Linked DNA regions of Danio rerio: region 2 is linked to region 1. The links are chromatin contacts, called in public Hi-C maps. All regions are on one chromosome and are shown on one strand. Each heading gives the region's core, a stretch centred on a gene start, on an enhancer-like site or on the middle of the called end of the contact. The rest is flanking DNA. Distances are from core to core; before and after follow the strand shown. Region 1 holds the start of arap3 (ArfGAP with RhoGAP domain, ankyrin repeat and PH domain 3). Region 2 overlaps arap3 (ArfGAP with RhoGAP domain, ankyrin repeat and PH domain 3).

What was found. Hi-C and Micro-C count contacts between places; a contact is called where the count stands out from the background.
Region 2: a contact with region 1 is called in a Hi-C map of embryo, with 2.0 times the contacts expected there. The contact joins the enhancer-like site here to the promoter of arap3 in region 1. A contact is called at or near these places in 5 of 18 Hi-C or Micro-C datasets (caudal fin, embryo, hematopoietic stem cells and 1 more).

Annotation. Positions count from the first base shown.
Region 1 is chr14:30,841,531-30,844,864 of GRCz12tu, reverse strand. It overlaps arap3 (ArfGAP with RhoGAP domain, ankyrin repeat and PH domain 3), which reads right to left and starts at 1,640. Exons shown (of 34, transcript XM_682220.9): 1 at 1,466-1,640.
Region 2 is chr14:30,894,204-30,897,846 of GRCz12tu, reverse strand. It overlaps arap3 (ArfGAP with RhoGAP domain, ankyrin repeat and PH domain 3), which reads right to left. Exons shown (of 34, transcript XM_682220.9): 33 at 2,531-2,569. Among named protein-coding and RNA genes, the nearest start is that of arap3, 53 kb to the right of the region's middle. Within about 2 kb of position 2,211, at least 6 of the 62 cell types and tissues checked have an H3K27ac peak or open chromatin away from gene starts, as enhancers often do.

The DNA of each region.
Region 1 (3,334 bases), core at 391-2,890:
AATTTGCAACACGCGTGTTGTCAAACTGATGAAGATCGTTTCTTAATTTGCTGGTGTTTTTGTAATTGCAAGTGTTTTCTTAAATTGCAGCGTGTTAATCTCTCTTGGCCTCTGTACCAAATAGAATAACCATGCTGAATTTAATAAACAGCATGAAAAAAGTAAGTAATCTAAAAGTAATCCAAAAGCAGTCAGAATACATTACCTAAAGTTAATTATCTAGATTCCATTACTGACTACGTCTGACTAAAAATGTCTGCACTCCACAGCATTATAAAAAGTCATGTTACTATATTATAAATATATTATAAGTGACTATAATACATTATAATAATCAATTAATTATAAACTTGATAAAAAAGCAAAAATAATTATGCTATTTATATATTGTATTATTATTTATTCAATGCAATATTTCAATGCATTATTATATTATATTATATTATATTATATTATATTATATTATAGCCATTTTTTCATTTACATCTAAAAAGAAGAATCCGATTACCCAGATAAAGTTTATGTCAGGAATACTTTGTTAATAATCACACTAAATAAAAAAGCTGTATTAAATTGACATGTCGAAGGCAAAATCTCTACAATTTTCGAGAAAACTTCCCATCCTCCAAGTGTCTTAAAAAGCACTGAGAGAAATACAGGTCAGATTATGCAACAAGAGATTTATCACAATTAATACAGTCGTCCATGTCGTGAGAACTTAATCTGCATTTGGGAATCTGCTCAGACAGACATATGGCATACATGAGTTTAATAAAAAAAAAATAATTACAACTATGCATGTAGGCTACTATAAAAGTGGTGGGTGTGTATGTAAAGTTTCTCCCCATGTAAGTTTGCTGAATGGAAATGATTTCTGCAGGGGCCTCCAAAATGGCATGTTATTCTAGCACAATCCCCGGTGACTCCCACAAATGTTGTGTCTGTGAGGAACTGGCAAATTATATCTGGGTGTTTCTAATTCAGTTTAAACCAAACTGTGACATTCAGCGAGTGTAAAGCCTGTGGATATCGGATTCCTCAGTGAGTAAAAACACACCCTGCCAATCTCACACACCACAGTACAGCACAGTACAGTACATGCTGACTACATGACTGCTGCTTCTGCTGCTGATCCTGAAACGAGAATCAATGCAGTTTCATCTGAACAGTCAACAATCCTGGCTAATGGTTAAACTAACGTTAGCGACCACTACCAAAAAAAAAGTACATGACAGCTTCTGCAATATAACTTCTGAACAAAACCTGGGGTACCTTTAGAACACCAATTTATATCGTTTGCAAGAAATGAGTTAACTTATAATAATAAAATGAAACTAAAAGTTGAAACACCTCAATACACACTCTGATGAGCGTTTAGATGTGGAATCAAACCAACCGCTATGCGATATCTAACTTAACGTTAGATGTCAACTGGAATGTAAAAGGATTGTAAATAGCACCTTACCGTTGTTGATTCGCGTCACATATTCCCGTGTTTTGTCGCTGTGTTGATGCTGGAGCGTTGTAAACTCCAATAATGTGAGATGTGGTGGAGAAAGTTTGAGTGTTGAGCTGCTGATAGTTGTGTTTGTTATACCGGAGGTTTCAGTGCACGGCGCTGCTCAGCACTGTGAGCTCTTAAAGGGACAGTGTTCAGCCGACAGTTAACTGATCGCCGCGCTCTTAAGAGCCACAAAACCACAACAAATTACAGTGGTTTAAAATGTTACTCTTCTTCCATTCAACAAAGTACATAGTAAAATACTGTTTTTGCACTTGGTGTGTGCATGTGTCGGACTGCCTGTGTCATCTGCTTGTTTTACCTGTGCAAAAAAGTTTGTAGTTTTGATTGATGAAAAAGAAATGTGTTTAATATTGCCATAATTATCAATACATTTGTTTAGGAGAGCAAAGATGTTTAGCTTTACTTTCATATTGTTCCAGTTATTTTTTTATATATTTTCTTGTTTTTAACATTTGAGAGGATGCGTGCATTTAGGAGTATGCGCAGGACTTCCGGTGCCACCACATGGTTATTTACCTGTACAAAAACAGTATACATTGTGCTGCTTTATTTTAATGGTAAAGTCTAGTTGGGATACAGCTGCGGATACTCACATCAATATAGCATCATTTTTGTGACACTGTACAACAGTTAATGCAATACTGTGATGGTTTTGCATTCGCAATTTAATGAACAATAAAACCAATATTAATAGCCTACTGGGTATAATCACTGTGATGGTTGCGTTTAGGGTTAGGGTAGGGGTAGACGTCAATAAAATGCAATTTAATGGATAATATAGCAAATATTAAGAATAATACAGGGTATAATTACTGTTTTTGCATTATTGTGGTGGTTGGGTTCAGGGTTGGGGTAGGGGTAGATGCTATTCATTCATTTTCTTTTCGGCTTAGTCCCTTTATTATTCAGGGGTCGCCACAGCGGAATGAACCGCCAACTTATCCACCATATGTTTTACGCAGCAGATGTCCTTCCAGCAGCAGCCCAACACTGGGAAACCCCCATACACTCTTGCATTCACACACACACACACACACTATGGACAATTTTATTCAATTCATGTATTGCATGTGTTTGGACTGTGGGAGAACCCGGAGTTCCCAGAGGAAACCCTCACGAACACGGGAGAACATGTAAACTCCACACAGAAATGCCAACTGACCCAGCAAGGGCTTGAACCAGCGACCTTCTTGCTGTGAGTCGGTCGTGCTAGGCACTGTTCCACTATGACACCTCGGTAGATGTTAACTTTCAGTTTTTGTATTCCTTCTAGCTATAATTAATTTATTGTTATTTATTATCTATTATTCATATTTATTACCAAACAGGCTTTATTCCAATTTTTTTTTTTTTGACTACCTTATAGCTAGAGCTGCTTGAACATTAAATGTGAGTTATTCAATGTGTTGTAAAAAAAAAGTGGCTATTGAATCATGAATCAGTCTTGTCTTGCACATTCACTGCAAATAGACTAAGTTGCAAAATATGCTGGATTGCAGTTCAGTCTGTAAAAACACTGAAAGCATTTTCCTGTTCCCTTAGGAATTTTATTATTGGCTTTTAGAACGGCCGTTTCCGTTTTTGAGTGAAATTAGGTTTGTGGTTACCATTAGGCCTACTTCAAGTCACTTTTCATGTAATTTTCATGTCCTTTCGTGACTGCTCAATCCAGCAAAATTAGCAACACAGTCCCAACTTGGTTTAACTGGATTTATTACTGATAAAATTTCTTCCAAATGTGTGTATATATATATATATATATATATATATATATATATATATATATATATATATATATATATATATATA
Region 2 (3,643 bases), core at 962-3,461, 52 kb before region 1:
TATTTCCTTCAAACTTGACCGATTTCTGTCAGAATCTTGGGTCAATGCGGGATCCAATAGGTCTTCTGCAGTATTTGTGATGATTAAGATGCAGTTTAACAGATGATTCATTGGAAAAATCTACCTTCTGTCACTTTTCCAAATGATCAACTAGAAGTCAAGTAATTATTTGTAGCTCGTACAACAGGGATCGACGACAAGACTTTTGTCAGGTAGTGTACCATTTCATATTTATATAATAAACACTCGAAAAATATGTTTGCATTTTGTTCAAACTACTTATTTAAAATGAGAGGAAACAACACAATTCTTGAGTTGTTTGAACAACTTAATTGTTTTATGTTCAATCAAAAACTAATAAGCTAACTTAATTAAATCAATTGAGTGAAACCCAGCATTTTACACTGTATAGCATCATATTCAAAAATCCACCATCATTATCATATTATTATAATACACTGTAACTCAGACGTGATTGTTGATCTACAGAATTACAATCTAATAGTAAAAAGCAATAATGTAGTAGTGAATATAATATTACATAAACCTTATATTACGCAACAATAACAATTATAAATGACAATTTTAAATAATATTAAAAGTATGATGCAAATTTCTTTCAATGATAATGTCTTGAATTTATTAAATAGTATTATGTTGTTGTTTTTGATATCAAATTTAATCGCCTCCACCAGGATTTTGAGAACCCAGTGTTTTTTGAGATCAAAAAAGAGAATGTTACAGGGTTTTTGTGTATTTTCACAGCAAAACTCAATTAAAGCAAACAATAGCCTAAATTTAGAGAAAAGAGGTCACAAAATCAGTCATTTTAGCTCACAAAAATAAAGCCCCACCAGAAGGGGAAAAAATACATAAAAATATATTGAAGTACACATGAAATCAAAACTAACAATATTGATTTTGTTAGCTCACATTGTTAGTTTTGTGGTGAACGTCATTTAAAAAAAAATCATTTGACCTTGTAATCTCAAAATAAAAATTTGAAAATGCTCTTCTCAGATTATGTCAGAGGTATTGTGTCACAATACAAAAAAAATTTTAAAATACGGTGTGACAATACAAAAAAAAATTGTTGCAACTTCCGGTTCATGCAGGCTTGTAAAGAATTATTAGCCCCCATTTGATTTTTTTTCTTTTTTAAATATTTTCCACTGATGTTTAACAAAGCAAGGACATTTTCACAGTATGTCTGATAATATTTTTTCTTCTAAAGAAACTTGTTTTAATTCGGCTAGAAAAAAGGCAGTTTTCAATTTTTTAAACACCATTTTAAGGTCAATATTTTTAAGGTCAATAAATTTTTCAAATTTTTTTGATAGTCCTTAGAACAAACCATCATTATACAATAACTTGCCTAATTATCCTAACCTGCCTAGTTGACCTAATTAACCTAGTTAAGCCTTTAAATGTCACATTAAGCTGTACAGAAGTGTCTTAAAAATATCTAGTCAAATATTATTTACTGTCATCATGGCAAAGATAAAATACATCAGTTATTAGAAATGAGTTATTAAAACTATTATGTTTAGAAATGTGTTAAAGAAATCTGCTCTCCATTTAACAGAATAATTCAGGGGGTTTAATGACTTCAACTGTATTTATAACTATAAACTAAAAATAAATGTGAAAATACTCATTTTAAATGTACTTTTAAATATGAAATAATTGTTTTTTTTAACATCACTCAGCTAATCAGACCAGTCTATAAAGCTATCTATTTTTAAATAGAACTTTGGAAGCTATAAACTTCATCCATACAAGTACTCTTGTGCACACAAATGTGCAAGTCCAAGCAAATCAGTGTCCTGACCACAAACAGCATCACAAAATCAGCATTTTAACCACAGAGCTCTTAGACTCCCAACACACAGGTGACTATTATCTTACCAAAATACGTAATCATACAGATAACCTGGTTAGATGATCTACCATTATGTGAACAAAAGCAGTATTTGTGGTGACGCAGAGCGAGCGAAATTCCCCCCTCGACAATGTTCAAAACAAATCACTTCCTTTTCGGAGTTGAAACTTTTGTCTCACTATCAGAGTGACAACATCAAGATAATTGCCGAATACACTGAAGACAAAGCAAGAAGCCCGCAGACAATTTGCTTAGCGAAAGCTTCTGGGCAGGGACACACACCAGAGGCCCGAAAAACACAACCCTCCCTTAAGGCTACAGTTGCAGAACAATGCAGAAGCGCCTTTCTTCCTCCAAATGCATCCTGTCATATCAGGAAAGCCACAGGAATGGGGGGAAGGACCGAGGAAGTCAAAGGGAATTCCTCTAGTAAGTACGGGCTCTTTTGTAAAGCGCACTTCTAAAAGTTATTCGATGCAAAAGTCATTTGATACTTTCCAAACCTCCTGCTTTTTACCTTCAGACAAGACACTGTAATCGGAGTAATTCTGGCTGAGTGTGTTAAAGAAACAGCAACAATTTAGTGGGCAAAGGTGCAATAATTGAACATTAAAGACATATAATCTCCAGGTAAAGAGAAATACTTACAAAAAACATGGAGAGTGCTCTTCTTGTGTGAAGCTTCCTCTGCAAAAACAAACACACACAAAGACAAGTGAAGCTAAAACCCAAAGTCTTTTTATACACACTGTAAAGAAATATCTGCATTTTGAGTATTTTGTGATTCACAAGTGTTTATTTATGAGTGTGAATAGCAATATGGGACCCTGATCTCTGCTCTGCAGACTTTTGGTGTTTTATTGTGACTTAAGAAATAATACGTATAGACAGGGGCAGACTGGGACAAAAATTCAGCCCTGGCACTGTAGCCACACAAATTACCACACCGACACAGCCCCACCCACAGACACGCACATTCACTATTAATTTTGGTGTACAGATGATGAAATAATATGACATTCTTGCCAGATTTTGATTACGTTCAGGTAACCTCGGATTGGGTCGGCCCATCTTGAAACCAGGCGGCAATTGCCGATTGGGCCAAATGCTTAACATTAATTATTATTATTATTGTCATCAACATAATAGCATCTAGCAAGAGATAAAAGCTGTCTGCACTTAAAAACAATACATATTAAAAAAAAAAAAAAAAAAAACTGACCGGCCCACATTTAAAAATTGGTCCGGCCCTTCTGGCATTTGCCAGAATTGCCAGATGGCCAGTCCGCCCCTGCGTATAGAGAAATAAGTTTGTAAAATAGCTGAAGATGTACTGGCAGTTTAACAAGGTTTTTGTATCATAATATACAACACCAACCCAGACAATAGATAACTTTAAACTATTAAAAATGTTAATAAAAGACAACTTTTCTAATATTACAAAGGTTGTTGGAAAAAAGATTAAGGTGCCATAATCTAATTTAAAAAGCATTAAAAAATGAGAAAAAAATAAACACATGAATCTCAAAATACGGAAAACTGCTAATTTACAGATATTTTTTACAGTGCATCTGTGTTAAGGATTGTGACCAGTGCATGTGATGTTAATTTCAGCACAGTATGCTTTTTGAACTACTACTACAATAAAGTATGTAGCATTTCAAATATCATGCCAATGCATAACTATCTTATGGTTTGCTAATTTAGTAGTTAATTCATATGAATTTGAACGGTTTTGTACATACACCTTCTTTCTAAAAA